2 separate regions of the Mus musculus genome follow, and region 1 is linked to region 2. The links are chromatin contacts, called in public promoter capture Hi-C maps. All regions are on one chromosome and are shown on one strand. Each heading gives the region's core, a stretch centred on a gene start, on an enhancer-like site or on the middle of the called end of the contact. The rest is flanking DNA. Distances are from core to core; before and after follow the strand shown.

Region 1 (7,297 bases), core at 4,310-6,809, 370 kb after region 2:
AATGCCAAGATAAGTTCCCAGCTGTGCCTCTCTCATCGAAGTGAAGATCAGTGAAGATCATCAAGTGTTGTACAGCTAGCTCTATTAAGCAAGCCAAGCTCAGCCTCAGCTCAGAGTCTTGCTTCAGCTGACATCACACCGCCAATCAGCCAGAGTCCTTGGAAGCGACAAGGCACACCACCCAAAGTTTTTTGGTGCATTTCTCTCTATGAAGTCCTGACAAATGGAGCTCAAATACAGGACCAATACATATCTGTCGTTAGCGAAGAATCTTTTCGCGTGCTTGCTTTAGCAGAACATCCTTTCACTTGTGACTGCTTCAACAAAATGTTTCTTCACGAGTCCCTGCCTTAGCCTTTCACCTGTGTCCACTTCAGGAAAACACTCCTTCACGCGTTTACCCCAGCAAAGCACTATCCAACACAACTGACTCTCCAAAGAACCCTTAAGTTTCTACCTCACACTTTTATTTAACCAGTCAGAGAATAAAAATGAGCAAAGTTTACACAACATCATCTTTGTGTATGTGAGAATGTGTTTGTCTGGACTGCAACCAGATCTTGGGGGCCAGTGTTAAGTATCTGAATACATAGCAGTACCAGACCGACCTGAACACACATACACACAGAGAGGGAGAGACTCTCTGTCTGTCTGTCTGTCTGTCTGTCTTTCTGTCTCTCTCTCTCTCTCTCTCTCACACACACACATACACACACACACACTCACAGCATACAGATTTGGCAGCTTTCCCAATGCTCTGGGCTATTTTATAGTAGTTCAGGAAGTCACATTAAGAGCCTAGCTACATTTGCATTTTGGAGAAACAATGTTTTGTTTTTTGTTTTTTTTTTAAGTGTTGGTGTATTTATAGCCAAGTGTTACTTTCTCATGACCTACCACATTAATCATAGTACTGGACATATCTGCGTTTACAAAGTATTATTTACCTAAAGTTTATATCCAGTGTGTGGGGGTGTTCTATATTTTCACTTGCTAATTCTGGAAACCTGAGACAGGGATTTGGGGGTGGGGCTTAAAGATTTATTTACTTTTATTTTATGTGTATGAGTGTTTTGCCTTCATGTATGTATGTGTACCATGTACATGCCTGGTGCTCACAGAGGCCAAAAGAGGGCAATGGATTCATTAGAACTGAAATTACAGACAATTATAAGCCACCATGTGGGCGCTGTGTACTGAATGCCCATCTTCTGAAAGAGTAACGAATGCTCTTAAAAGCTGAACATCCCTCTAGCCTCACGTCTCTGTTTCATGCTTTCGTTGTTGTTTGTTATTGGTCCTAGGGCATGAATCAAGCATATTCTCTAATAGCACTGAGCTACAGCTCTGTGGCAATTCAAGTCTTGATTCCAGGGCTAAAGTTTTTGGTGATGAGCAATCTAATAACAGGGAATGGGAAGTTGCTTAAGCTAGAAATTCTGGAGGCCACGTGACTTTTTTTAAACAGGGGATTAAGCCAGGGCCTCCAGGGAGGCAAACACTCTCCTATTGACTTGCATCTTACTTTCATTTTCAGACAGGGCTTTGCTAACTTGCCTAAGCATTCAAGGCTGGCCTTGAACTCACTGTGCCACCCAGACTGGCCTCAAACTTCCAATTCACCTGCCTCAGTCTCGAATAGCTGGAATCTTAGGTGTACATCACATCTGTGAATCACCTAAAGCAGTTTAGAGGGCACTGGTGGATTCTGGGAGGAAGAATTGACCCTGTGGGGGCCTGCAGTGGTCCAAAAGCTGCTCTGAGATCACTAGGGTGTGACAGCCGGAGTCCTCCCTTTTCTTTCATTCTATAACCTCCAGTTGTATTCTCAGTGACTTGTTTGGGCAGCCCTCCTAGTTTGTGACCCTGTTGTTGTATACAAACAGTTCAGCCCAAGGTACATAGTCCCTTCCTGGGCTGGGCACCTAACAAGCATCTCTAATTTGTGCTGAATTGAATGTCCTGCTGTCTCTTCCTTTCTTCAGCTCATGCCTCTTGCGTGACTGACTTGCAGTGCTAGATCCTTCCCTTTGATAAGGGATTTTACTTCGTCTCTGTGATCCAGACCTAGTTCCATAGTCCATAGCTCTCGAGATTCGAAAGCTACTGAGTCGCTATAGCACAGCCACCTGAGAGGCTTATTAAGACTCCAGAGTCTCTTCAGAGCTGATGAAGGAACGGTACCTAGATATGTTCCTGAGTGTGTGTGTATGTGAGTGTGCATGTGTGAGTGGGGGTGTGATGTATTTGTTCATGTGAGTGCGATGTGTGTATACGTGCTAAGTTCATGCTTTAGTGCCTATAAGCCACACTTCTGCCCACTCCAACCCCATAAATCTCCTACTTGTCTTAATCAGAAAGCCACAACTTCCTGGTCCTTGACTCCTTCTCTGGTACCTTTCCAGAAAGGCTTGGGTCTTGGGAATGTAGAGCAGATGGGTCACTATTCTGAGAACTTACAAACTAAGGCTACCCCTCTCCTGGGCCCAAGCTACATGTGAAAGTTGTGGAGTAACAATTTTTTTGTTGTTGTTCTTGTGATGAAATCCAGGGTCCCAGGCATGCAAAAAAAAAAAAAATGTATCCTGCTACTTGCCCCTACCCAAGCCCTGAACTCTACTAATATCTAGACAGCCATAGTCCTAAGGCTTAGGTTAACTGCTGGACTTAACTGCTAGTGGGAAAATTATTTTCTTTATTCCTCAGTTCCAGGAGAGGGGACTGTTTCAGTAATTTATATGACTTTGGGCAATCACATCATTTCCAAATGGGGGACCACCATGCAACCATATTCTTGTTGGAAATCCTTTCTCATTACCCAAAGGCCCTCCATGGGGCTCACAGGCTTCCTTATTAGGTTTTTCTAGACTGACTAGAGTCATTTCCACTTTGCAGTTGGGTTAAAGTTAAAAGTAAGACTCCATACTTTTAACTCCCACCATGGGAGCTGTCTTGCTCCTCTGAGCATCCCCCAGGGTACCCACTGAATGTTGCGAAGCCTGAGGTTTGTTGAGTTACTTCAACAGTTTTACACAGAGACTCAGAAGGCACCTTTCCCTAATTCAGGACAGAGCCATCATAATTGGTTTGGATGGAACTGGCATTCCAAACACTTAGTACACAATCGATATTTAATAAATACCTGCTTAATACACTATGTCAACATTTCAGTATTCAAACATACACAGAAGTTGAAAGGATAGCCAGTGAAGATCTCTATAGCCCTTAGCTGTATGCAGTAGACATCAGCTAACATTTACTATGTTTATTCTGTCTGTTGGTTTGTCTTTTGTGTTGCTGGAGATTGCACCTCAGCCCTGGTTTTTTTTTTTTTTTTTTTTTTTTTTTTTTTTTTTTTTTTTTTTTTGCTGACTCATTTGAAAGTTGGTTGTAATCATCGTGACACTTAACCCTTACATTTAGTTTGAAGGCATCTCTTGAGAATTGGGACACTCTTCCACATTGTTTCCTAATATCATCTAATACCTAGGTATAGAAATTGCTATCAGTGCCCTACCCATATCCTCATGGCCTACATAGGATTTACCCACTGTTTCCAGAAAGCAAGCAGCTTCCTGTGTGTCTCTACTGGAAGTGCTGTGGTGTTATTGGCACTCAGCCAAAGGTGGAAAGACACTGGACTGTTGCCTAATTGCTCAAGCTTCTTGCCTTGCCCGAACTGACTGAGTATTGCAAAGAACTCATCCCAGGAGTCACATTAGAAGTAACTTGCTCACTAGCACACCCTTTGGTAATTTCCCTCCTTGATCCCCTCTTCCTGAGATGGCTGTGAGATGAACTACTTGCACTCAAAGATTTATCTTAAGATCTACTTTGAAGGGACCCAGATCCAAAGGCTGAATCAGTCCTTTTCAAAATTCATTCTTGAAAGTTATTTGTGTCTCTCTGTGGGTGTGTGCAGGTACCTGTGGAGGCCAGAAGAGGGCATCCGATCCCTTGGAGCTGGTGGTCCTGGGCAGTGTGATCTGCCTGTCATGGATGCTGGAAACCAATCTCTGATACTCTGCAAGAATAGCAAGCACTCTTAGCCGATGAGCCACTTCTCCAATCCTGATAAACTCATTTTTAAATGATAGAAGACATACGGCTCTTGTACCACTGAGAAGTAAACCCCAAGCCTGCTTGGGGTGGGTGTATTGCACCTGTTGACTAACAGCAGCCTCTCTTAATGATGATCCTTGCATGAATAGTGCTAGACCAGCCTATCTTCATAACAGTAATAATTATGGCTTATGAAGCGCCTACTGTACAGCAGCTTAGCATGCTCCATTTCACTCAATCCTCACAGTGACTCTGTGGGGAGGGCACTGTTATTATTGCTATTGTGTTCCTGAAGAACCAAAGGCTCCTAGGGGTTAGATAACTTTCAAAGTCACATAAACAGAAAGAAATAGATCTCTGGTGTGGTTACCCAATGTGCTCAAAGCTATGGACAGTGCCAAGTATGATGGCACACACCTGTAATCCTAACACTTGGGAGTGAAGGCAGGAGGATCAGGAGTAATAACTAGCCTTGGCTACACAGCGAGTTCAAAGCCAGTTTAAGCTATAGGAGACCTTCCTTTAAAAAAATAAACCCACCAAACAAAAATGGAGAAAGCTCGGGATGTACCTCAGTGGTACAGTGCTTGCTTAGCATATATAAAACTCTGGGTTTGATCTCCAGCAACAAAAAAATATGGAGGTAAAGTCTAGACGATCATAAATGTCATATTTTTTGATGAATGGAAACAATAGTTCTTGACACATAAAATGTTCATTAGTAACACTAACATAAAGTATGTTAGGTGGTGCGTGCATGCAAGAGTGTGTGTGCACACACATGGGCACACCCATGCCCATGTGGAAGTCAGAAGACAACATTTTGTGTTGGTCTTCATCTTCTACTCTGATTGACATATATCTAGTATGGCAAGTGGCCTTCTGGGGATTCTAATTTCTCCATCCCCATCTCAGCCTCCCATCTCACTGTAGGAGTGCTGGGATTTCAGCTGCCTCATTAGGGTTTTGTGTGGGCTTTACCCGTTGAGTAACTTAAGTATTTTTACCAATAAAATAATTTTAGTTGAAGTGTCCTGTTCTGGTTTCCCAATGAAGTCAGAGCCTCAAGGAGCTAAAACTTCCTCTTGTTGCTTGGCATAGCTTCAGCACTGGGCTCGGGTGACTGGTGGTAAAAATCTTTCAATAATTAAGTTATGCAAAATCTTCAGTTGTCACTGATTGTGAAAGTCAAGCCTCTCCCCGGACTTGTCCTGTCACAGCTGTCAGGCAGTGTTGGGTGAGATGTGCTCTGGATTTTTGCACAAGTTCAGGCTTCCCTGGAACAATACACCCGTGTTAGTAATATCCGGCCCCTCCTAGTAACCTGGGTACAGAAAGGCTTAGACCTTGTGAAGATGTGCTTCACAATTACTGTCTTCTCTAAGAATCCAGAAAGGGAAACAGACTTTGAACCCAATTTATCTCAGTTACTTGACCCTACTGTCATAAAGTGTTCAAATTCAAGTATTATAAAGGATCATGTCGGGGACATAATTCAGGGCTCCTGGGCAGAGGAAGAGCTAGGTGAGGAAGTCAGCTGCTGGGAGCTCAGCAGGTAAGTGGCTAGACAAGGGACTTTATTTGGAAACTTTGGCGTCTTAGAAAGCAAGAGACCATTGGTTCTTCCCCTTCTCAGGGTAGTGTACAGCCTCAAACTCTCCAGTTTTTTGTTTTGTTTTGTTTGTTTGTTTTAATGGTTTGTTTGGTTGATTTTGTTGTTGTTGTTGTTGTTGTTTTGTTTTCTTTAGTTTGGTTTTTTTGAAACAGGGTTTCTCTGTGTAGTTCTGAAGTTCCTGACTGGCCTGGAACTCACTCTGTAGACCAGGCTGGCCTGGAATTCACAAAGATCCACCTGCTCCTGCCTCCGGAGTGCTGGGATTGAAGGTGTGCACCACCACAGCCCAGGCACTCTTGAGTTTTTATTCAGGCCCTATATTAGACTATACTTGAGAAAAGTTACGGTTTTATCATTCTTGGAGGGCTCTCCTTTCTAAACCTCCATGTATCCTTGTGTTGCTGGGGATTGAACCCAGAACCTCCTACATGCTGCAGCAGTGCTCTCTCTCCCATCTACTAAGAAAATTCCATGCATGATCGGGTTCTGAAACCATCACTTTTTCACAGTGTGTGCGTGGGGGGTGGGGGGGATATTGGGGTTACACATGCCACAGCACACACGTGGAGGTCAGAGGACAACTTTAAGAGTTTGTTCTCTCTTACATGGCATCTGGGGGTCAAACTCAGGTTATCAGGCTTACACTAACAAGCACTTTTACCTCTGAGCCATCTCACTGGTCCTGAGGTCCTCGCTCTTATAATAGAGTCATAGCAATATTTTGGACAAGAAAATTTCAATTACAAAATGCTCTGGCTACTAGTAATCGCATCTTATTAAAATATTGGTAGAGGCCTCCCTGGTAGGAAGCACCCTTGGTCCTGTCAAGACAAGCCTAGAGCAAGGGAGGAGTAGAGGTGCCTCGAATTAGTCAGATGTATATTTCCTGCTTATATTCATGATACAGCTAATATTCATGATAAAGGACAAAATACCAAGTTATTAGTGCAAACGGAAGGACCAGGGACTAGAAGAGGCTCAGAGCATCTTTTGAAGGGAATGAATATTACTTTAGTCAGAAGGACAGTTGTGAGTGTGGCCTTGGCAGTCTCGGGTTGGAATCCTGACCCTAACATTTGCTGGTTTTGTGCAAATGTTCTGGGAAAATTGCATTCTTGGGTCAAGAGGTTAATTGTTATGGAGCATGGTAGTGCACATTACTAATCCTGGTGCTTAGGAGCCAGGAGTGTCGTAAATTCCTGTGTAGCTCGATAGGGCTCTGGAGAAAGACTCTGTCTGAAAGAAAACAGAAATATGATTGTCAGGCTTAGTTGTGATTGAATAAATATCTATGAAGTTTATTATTGTGTCTAGAAGTTATTCAATACATGTTTCTGTTATATATGTAGTAGTAGTAGTAGTAGTAGTAGTAGTAGTAGTAGTAGTAGTAGTGGTAGTAGTAGTGGTAGTAGTAGCAGCACTCCTCTTTATCTGTCTGCAGTTCTGAGCATCAAACCAGGACTCTTCACACTTGAGGCACAGTAGAGCTATCTGTAAGGGAAATAATGTATGCATGCTTTCTCCAGACATACCTGGAATATCTTAGGAGGATGAGGCAGGAGTGTGCAGAAGGAAACAAGGAGACCTTGTTTATTTGTTCTTGATAGTCTCCATGTCTGC
Region 2 (6,684 bases), core at 2,177-4,676:
TTTACAGGCACTGCATGCACACATTGCACTTAACATACAGACAAAATTCTAAAAATCTTAAAAAAAAAAAAAAAAAGAGGTACCAGAGCAAGGTGGCTGATACAGACCCTGGTGTCCCTCTCCAGTTGCAAAGGTAGGTTTGATTAGCTGACTGCATCCTGCTTTGTGATCAACATCCTGGCACAAGACATCCTGGCTCAGTTCTAAGCAGAGCTACCAGGCATTTGTGGGGTCTAATTCCAGTGTTTCCTCTCCCATCAGGCAGCACCTAGGCTCCCACTCCAGAGCTCAGTCTATCTCCACAGAATGATGTCAGTGGGCAGTGTCTCTGGGAGGATGGTGAACGGTCCAGGGGTCATGGCAAGGAAGAGGACTTCCCCATGACATCAGTTGCCCTGGTGAGGAGCCTTACCTCCCTCTCTCTCGCTCTCTTTCTCGCTCTCTCTAATTTATTTATTTATTTATATGAGTACAGTGTAGCTGTCTTCAGACGCACACCAGAAGAGGGCATCAGATCTCATTACAGATGGTTGTGAGCCACCATGTGGTTGCTGGGAATTGAACTCAGGACCTCTGGAAGAGCAGTCAGTGCTCTTAACCACTGAGCCATCTCTCCAGCCCCAAGCCTCACCTCTATTATAAGCACCTAAGTCCCCACTCAGCCTGGAGAGGCTTATCCTTTCACCTGGCAGTAAGATATCCCAGCCTCATCACCAGAGAATAGCAGCCTCCATCAGGAACCAACCACAAGGCCAGACATGAGGAGTCAGATGTCTCTGCTTGGCTGCCACAGCAAGGATAGCTGCAGAGAACAGGCTGGATACGAGAGGCCAAGAGACAATGGACACCAGGCCTCCAGGCTAGTGGGCCTGCCTTGCTCTAGGGAGATCAGTTGGGTTACAGGGTCAGCTAGCTCTGTTCCAAATAGAGCTAGAACTGTCCCCTCCGTGCCTGGATATGAAGACAATGGCAGACACTGTTTGCACACAAACTTCGGCCTGGCTGATAATGAAAATCACATTTCACACTCGGGACAGATGGGCAGGTAAATGATACATCCCAGTCTCTCAGGAGAAAAAAAAAAAGTGAAGGTGGGATTCTGAATGGAAGGCCAGAGGAGGCCTACAGTGCCCAGACTCCCAGGCTTCCTGAATTCATCATTAGCTGTGTGACTTGGGCAAACTGCTTAACCTCTGTGTTTATAAAATAAGGGAAGAGCAGCACGCAGGCTCTCATAGAGCTCTTGTGGCCGCCAAGAGAGTGAGTTTAGGTAAAACCTGGCATGTAAACAAGTGATGGTGCTGGCTGTTATTATCAGCACTGAAGTTATTGTTCTGATTTCTTACTGTCTTGGCCTTGGGAAAGAGCCTAAGAAGGCCAGCTACATGCTGTGTGGGTAGCGCATACACTGCCAACTATAACAGAGGCACAACAGGACAGACCTCACACATGGTAGCTGTGCTCCCCGATCTGACAGCCCGCTCCCTCTGTGGCTGCCACTCATCCTCAGCCCCAGATCTGGACTCCTTCCTGAGAGCCCAGGGCCCTTCCACAGACTTAGGCAAGCTGCATAGGCATGTGGTCCATGCAAGCCCACCCCCACCAGGAAACAACCACTCAAGGAGGGAAAAGAGGAGGGGTGGGAAGTGCACAGACAGTAGCTTCCCTAACCCCACACTCCTGCAAAAGCACAAAGTACAGCCACCAACACGCACAGCTCACAGCACTGTCCCCAGCTGTCCCTCCAGAACTGGTAGGTTAACGTGTGCTCACTCCTTCCCTCTGCCTCTCCTGGGTTGGGGGAGGTCACATGAGCTGACTCACAGTCATCCTTCTGGAAGGGAAGAGTCAGCAGAACATTTGGTAAGAAGAACTCAAGCTCTGGAACTAGACTGCCTGGCTTGAATCCCAGCCTCCACCTCCTATCAGCTGTGTGACCTTGGCAAGTCACCGTAACCTTTCTGTGCCTCTATTTTGCCTTCAAAATGGGATAATAATAGCAGCCAAATGCAAAGGGTTTTGGTGAGGAGAGATGAGTCAGCACATTCTGAGTGAATTTCAGCTATGACTGAAAAGCTCCCTTAGGTAGACCCGATTTCTGAGCTCTCAACAGGCCCAGACCCTCAGATCCAGACATTTTACTCACCCCTAATCACTTCTGAGAATTTATCGGACAACTGGTCCTTATCTGCAAAGGGACCTGAGGGTCTGCGGATGTGCCAAGCATATGTTAATGTTCCACCCTGACAGGGTCTCCTCTGCCTCCGGGCTGCACCATGGCGGCAGGCCACAAGATCATCACTCCTGTCCGGAGATCACAGCAGCTGCGTGTGTCACACCCCAGACAGACCTGAGAATATTTCCCGCAGAGACACTGCTGAGACGTTCTACTTAGGGATGACTGTTTCTTCCCTGGCCATTTTAAGGGTTTGTGACTTGGAGAGGTCTCTGGAATCCAGAAAAGCACAAGACAGAGAAGCAGAGCTGTGATGTCGCCCTCTGGGCAAGGTGTTAATAAGCTCTTCCTTACGCTCTTTGCCGCTTTGCTATGTAGGGGCAGCATTTTCTTGCCAGATCAGAGCATAGGCTAAGTCAGAAAACTGAGGCGGCTCTACTGTGATGCTGACACCTGACGGGTGCTCAGTGTGTTAGAACAGAATTTCGTCTCCTTTCCCACTGATGACAAAGATGAGAGACAGATCTGACTGCCTGCCCAGGTCTGTTATATTCAGCCAGATGATGTGTTCTGTTAGGGGGGAGGGAGGAAAACCTGCAGAAGGCAGCCCAAGCAGGTTTATCATCTCAGATTTGGAGCTCTGGGAGATGAGAGGATACCCTGACCTTTCTCTGTCTCCGAATTCTAGCTCACTTAGTCAAATTCCAGTTTCACCCCAACCCCAGAACTAGGCAGAGGAGCCAATGCAGGGGCCACTTGTGTCCTTTAGTTAAACACACCTGATGCCCACCAGCTTCTGGCTCAGCCCCATCCTGCCTGCTGAAGCAGATGACACCTCCACGGAGTGATGGGAATGTAGACCCACCAGAACTGGGTGCCTATCACACTGCAACACCACAAGGTGAAGAAAAACACACCCTCCACTACTTCATCCTTCTCTCTGTTTTGTAGCCTGGTAGTCACCATAGCAACAGGCTCCAGCTCCAGCCTGCCAGGCCAGGCTGATGCAATTCTCAGCCAGTGAGCGGCTCAGACTCACTCACACAGCTCTGTTCTCACTCAGGGGTGGGCGGGGGGCTGGGGGGGGGGTAAGAACAAATGAGGAAGGAGGAGAGAGGGGTGCAGCTGACAGACACTCTGCTCCCCCATTCGTTCAAGAGCTGAATCCAAAGGACCAAGACCATGAAGTGAGCAAAGGCTTCTCTTCCCACATCCCTAACGAACAGTGTCACTGCAATGGATGCCACCTGTGGAAGATCAGGGAAGTCACACTGTGCCAAAGTACACTCTACTCTCCTAAGACTCCTTTCTCATCCGCTGACTCTGCACCCTGCAGCCCACCCCTCCTCTGAACTCACGGGCAGCCCAACTCTTCAGAAGTCAACAGGTGCAGGGTTGGGGGTGTGGCTCTGGAGTAGAGCATTTGTTAAGCATGTACCCAGTCCTGTGTTCTGTCTCCAAGACAGCAAAACAAACCAACAAAAAACAAACAAACAAACAAACAAATCAGAAAGGGACACACATAGCTTCATACACTCTGTATCAGCTGCATGGTCCCCATAATCTCAGCCCTCTCTTGCAAGCTGACATGTTCCCATAATGCCTCCAAACTTTCAGCCCCACTCTGAGGGTCTCCCAGCTTCCCTGGGAGTTCTACTCGCTCTACATTTAGGATATACCTGCCAAGACCCACCCAACCCAACCCATTGGCTCACCAATGCCACCAACTTCAGGAAAGAAGAACTAGGAAACGTAAAGGGTCAACTCACCCAGTCCTCACCACCCCCAAAGGCCACAGGCAAAGAGCCCATGTTTTCAGGAGAGCTGGCAAGGCTAGAGTCCCCCCAGCCTCCGAGTGCCTACCCATGGATGCAGGATTCGCCCTCCCGTGCAGGCCACCGTCAGTGCAAATGCCTGTAGTGCCAGGAACGCCTCCCTCCAGCTGGCTGGCTCTCTTTCCCACCTGGTCCTTGGAGCTCTCCTACCCAGGGCACTCAGGGCACCCACCCAATCAGTAGCTGAGATTCACACCAACAGGCCCTGCTCTGGGACCTGCACCCTGGCAGAGGCCTGCACTGGGGCACCTCACTGCCACCTCCCTGGCCACCCTGACAGATACGGGAAATGATTAGCTGGGAGAGCCTCTTGGGAAAAGCGTTCACCATGGGATGCCCAGTAACTCGTCCTGTGTCCTGCGGGAGCTTCCAAGACTACAGAGAAGTGGAAAACTGCTGGCAGCGGCTTCCAATAAACATCTTCAGGGCAGAGCTGAAGAGTCCGGAAATAATCCTATATAGCTATGATCAAGGACTTTTTTTTTTTTTTTTTGCTTTTGCTTTTCAGTCTCTTTCTGTAGCCTAAATGGGCTCAAATCTAACCTGCTCTGCCTTAGTCTCCCAAAGGGGCACTACAGGTAGCCAACTGATTTTTTGTATTGTTTTCTGGTACAGGGATTAAGCCCAGGACATCGTACATTTGGGGAAAGCACTGCCTCCCATCATTTGAATCCTGACAAGGATGCCAATGCTACTCTATAGGGAAAGAACAGACTTTTCAACAAATGGCACCAGCACAACGGGATTACCAAACATAAAACAGTGAAATGGAACTCATTTAGGAAGTTAACTCAGGTGGCTTAGGCAATAAAAGAACTTGCCATACAAGCCTGGTAACACAAGTTCAAGACCTGGGGCCCCTGTAAAATCAGAAGGAGAGAACCCTAAAGTTGTCCTCTGATCTCCAAACAAAGCATAGCATACGTGTGCCCAAGCATGCGAACACACACACACACACACACACTGATAATAATTTTTAAAATTTAATTCGAAGCTGGAGAGGTGGCTCATTGGTAAGGCATACCAAAAGCTCTTGCTTGACTGTGCATGACAGTACATGCCATTAACCCTAGCTCTCAGGAGAAGTAGAGGCAAACAGCTATCTGTTAATTTAAGGCCAGCCCAATCTACACAGTGAATTCCAGACCAGCCATGGATACACAGTAAGACCCTGGGAAAACAAAACAACACTATTAACTGAGTTAGGTATAGTGGCTCAAATCTGTGATCCTACCACTGAGTGGGCTCAGGCAGGAATTTGAGGCTAGCCTACACCACATAGTAAGAACCTGTCTCTACAAATCAAAACAAAAGCACTTAAAATTAAAGATGAATTAACTCAGGAGGCAGAGGCAGGGGGATCTCTGTGAGTTTGAGGCTAGTATGGTCTCCAGAGCAAGTTCCAGGGCAACCAAGTCTACACAAAGAAACCCTGTTTTGAAAACCTGGGGGGGGGGAGGGAAAAGGCTGAACTGAAGAAGGCTGGGAGATGGCTCAGCAGTTAAGACACCGGTTACCCTTCCAGAGGACTTCAGTGTGATTCCCAGCACCCACAGAGTAACTCACACCATCTGCAACTCCAGTTCTGGGGAGCTGATGCCCTCTTCTGGCCTCTAGGCACGTGTGTGGTACACAGACATACACGCAAAAAAACAAACAAAAACAGTCATACCCGTAAGTGCATGAATTAAAGGTAAAAGCTGCAGCTATGAAATACTTAGATGAAAATATAGCAGTGGTTCTTCACGACCTTAGATTGGACAAAGGATTCTTAGATAACAGTATCAAGGGCTGGTGAGATGGCTCAGTGGGTAAGAGCACCCGACTGCTCTTCCGAAGGTCCGAAGTTCAAATCCCAGCAACCACATGGTGGTTCACAACCATCCGTAATGAGATCTGATTCCCTCTTCTGGAGTGTCTGAAGACAGCTACAGTGTACTTATATATAATTAAAAATAAATAAATCTAAAAACAAAAACAAACAAAAAAACAGTATCAAAAGTGTGGTAGTTTGATGAGAATGGTCCCCATAGGCTAATATATTTGAATGTTTAGTTCCTAATTGGTGGACTATTTAGGAAGGATTAGAAGGTGTGGCCTTGCTGGAAGACATATCTTACTGGGGATGGACTCTGAAGTTTTAAAAGCCTAATCAGTTTCCAGTTCTTGATTGCTCACTTTCTCACAGTTGAGTCTTGATATGTGAGCTCTCAGCTATGGCTCCAGTGCCTGCTGCTTGCCTGCTGCCTGTCTGTCTGCCTGCCTACTGCCTGTCTGTCTACCTGCCTGCTGCCCTCCTGCCTTCCTGCCTGCATGGCTTCAGTGCTCTGACCCTGTAAGCAAGCTTCCAGCTGAATGCTGTATTTTATAAGTTGCCGAAAAGTAACTAAGACAAAAAAGCAGTAAAAGAAAATATAGAACTGTATGTCATCAAAATTGAAAATTTTTTTCTACTTCTAAGGACACCATCAAGAAAGCGAAAATATTATCCACAGAATGAAACCAACCTCAAGGCAAGAAACTTGAATCTGGAACATCTGGAGAAATTTCACAACTCAACAATGAAAGACACCTAACCCAAGTGAAAAATGGGCAAACTAAGAAGTATTTCTCCAAAAAGAGGAAGGGCCCTGCGTTCCACCAACAGATGTCCAGTGTGCACTGTGTGGCAGG

What was found. Promoter capture Hi-C pulls out the DNA fragments that hold promoters and counts their contacts.
Region 1: a promoter capture Hi-C map of stem cell-derived epiblast-like cells shows a contact between it and region 2, with 5 times the contacts expected there. The contact joins the promoter of Tmigd1 here to the enhancer-like site in region 2. A contact is called at or near these places in 6 of 39 promoter capture datasets (3T3-L1-derived adipocytes, the C10 cell line, the HPC-7 cell line and 3 more), 5 of 484 Hi-C or Micro-C datasets (B cells, the Ba/F3 cell line, embryonic stem cells and 1 more) and 1 of 9 other capture datasets (adipose tissue).

What each region holds. Positions count from the first base shown.
Region 1 is chr11:76,896,600-76,903,896 of GRCm38.p6, forward strand. Tmigd1 (transmembrane and immunoglobulin domain containing 1) reads left to right here and starts at 5,560. Exons shown (of 7, transcript NM_025655.3): 1 at 5,560-5,617.
Region 2 is chr11:76,528,060-76,534,743 of GRCm38.p6, forward strand. All of the region lies in intron 1 of Abr (active BCR-related gene), which reads right to left. Among named protein-coding and RNA genes, the nearest start is that of Abr, 40 kb to the right of the region's middle. Within about 2 kb of position 3,427, at least 90 of the 459 cell types and tissues checked have an H3K27ac peak or open chromatin away from gene starts, as enhancers often do. A contact at or near this core is called in embryonic stem cells and stem cell-derived epiblast-like cells, where this site is marked.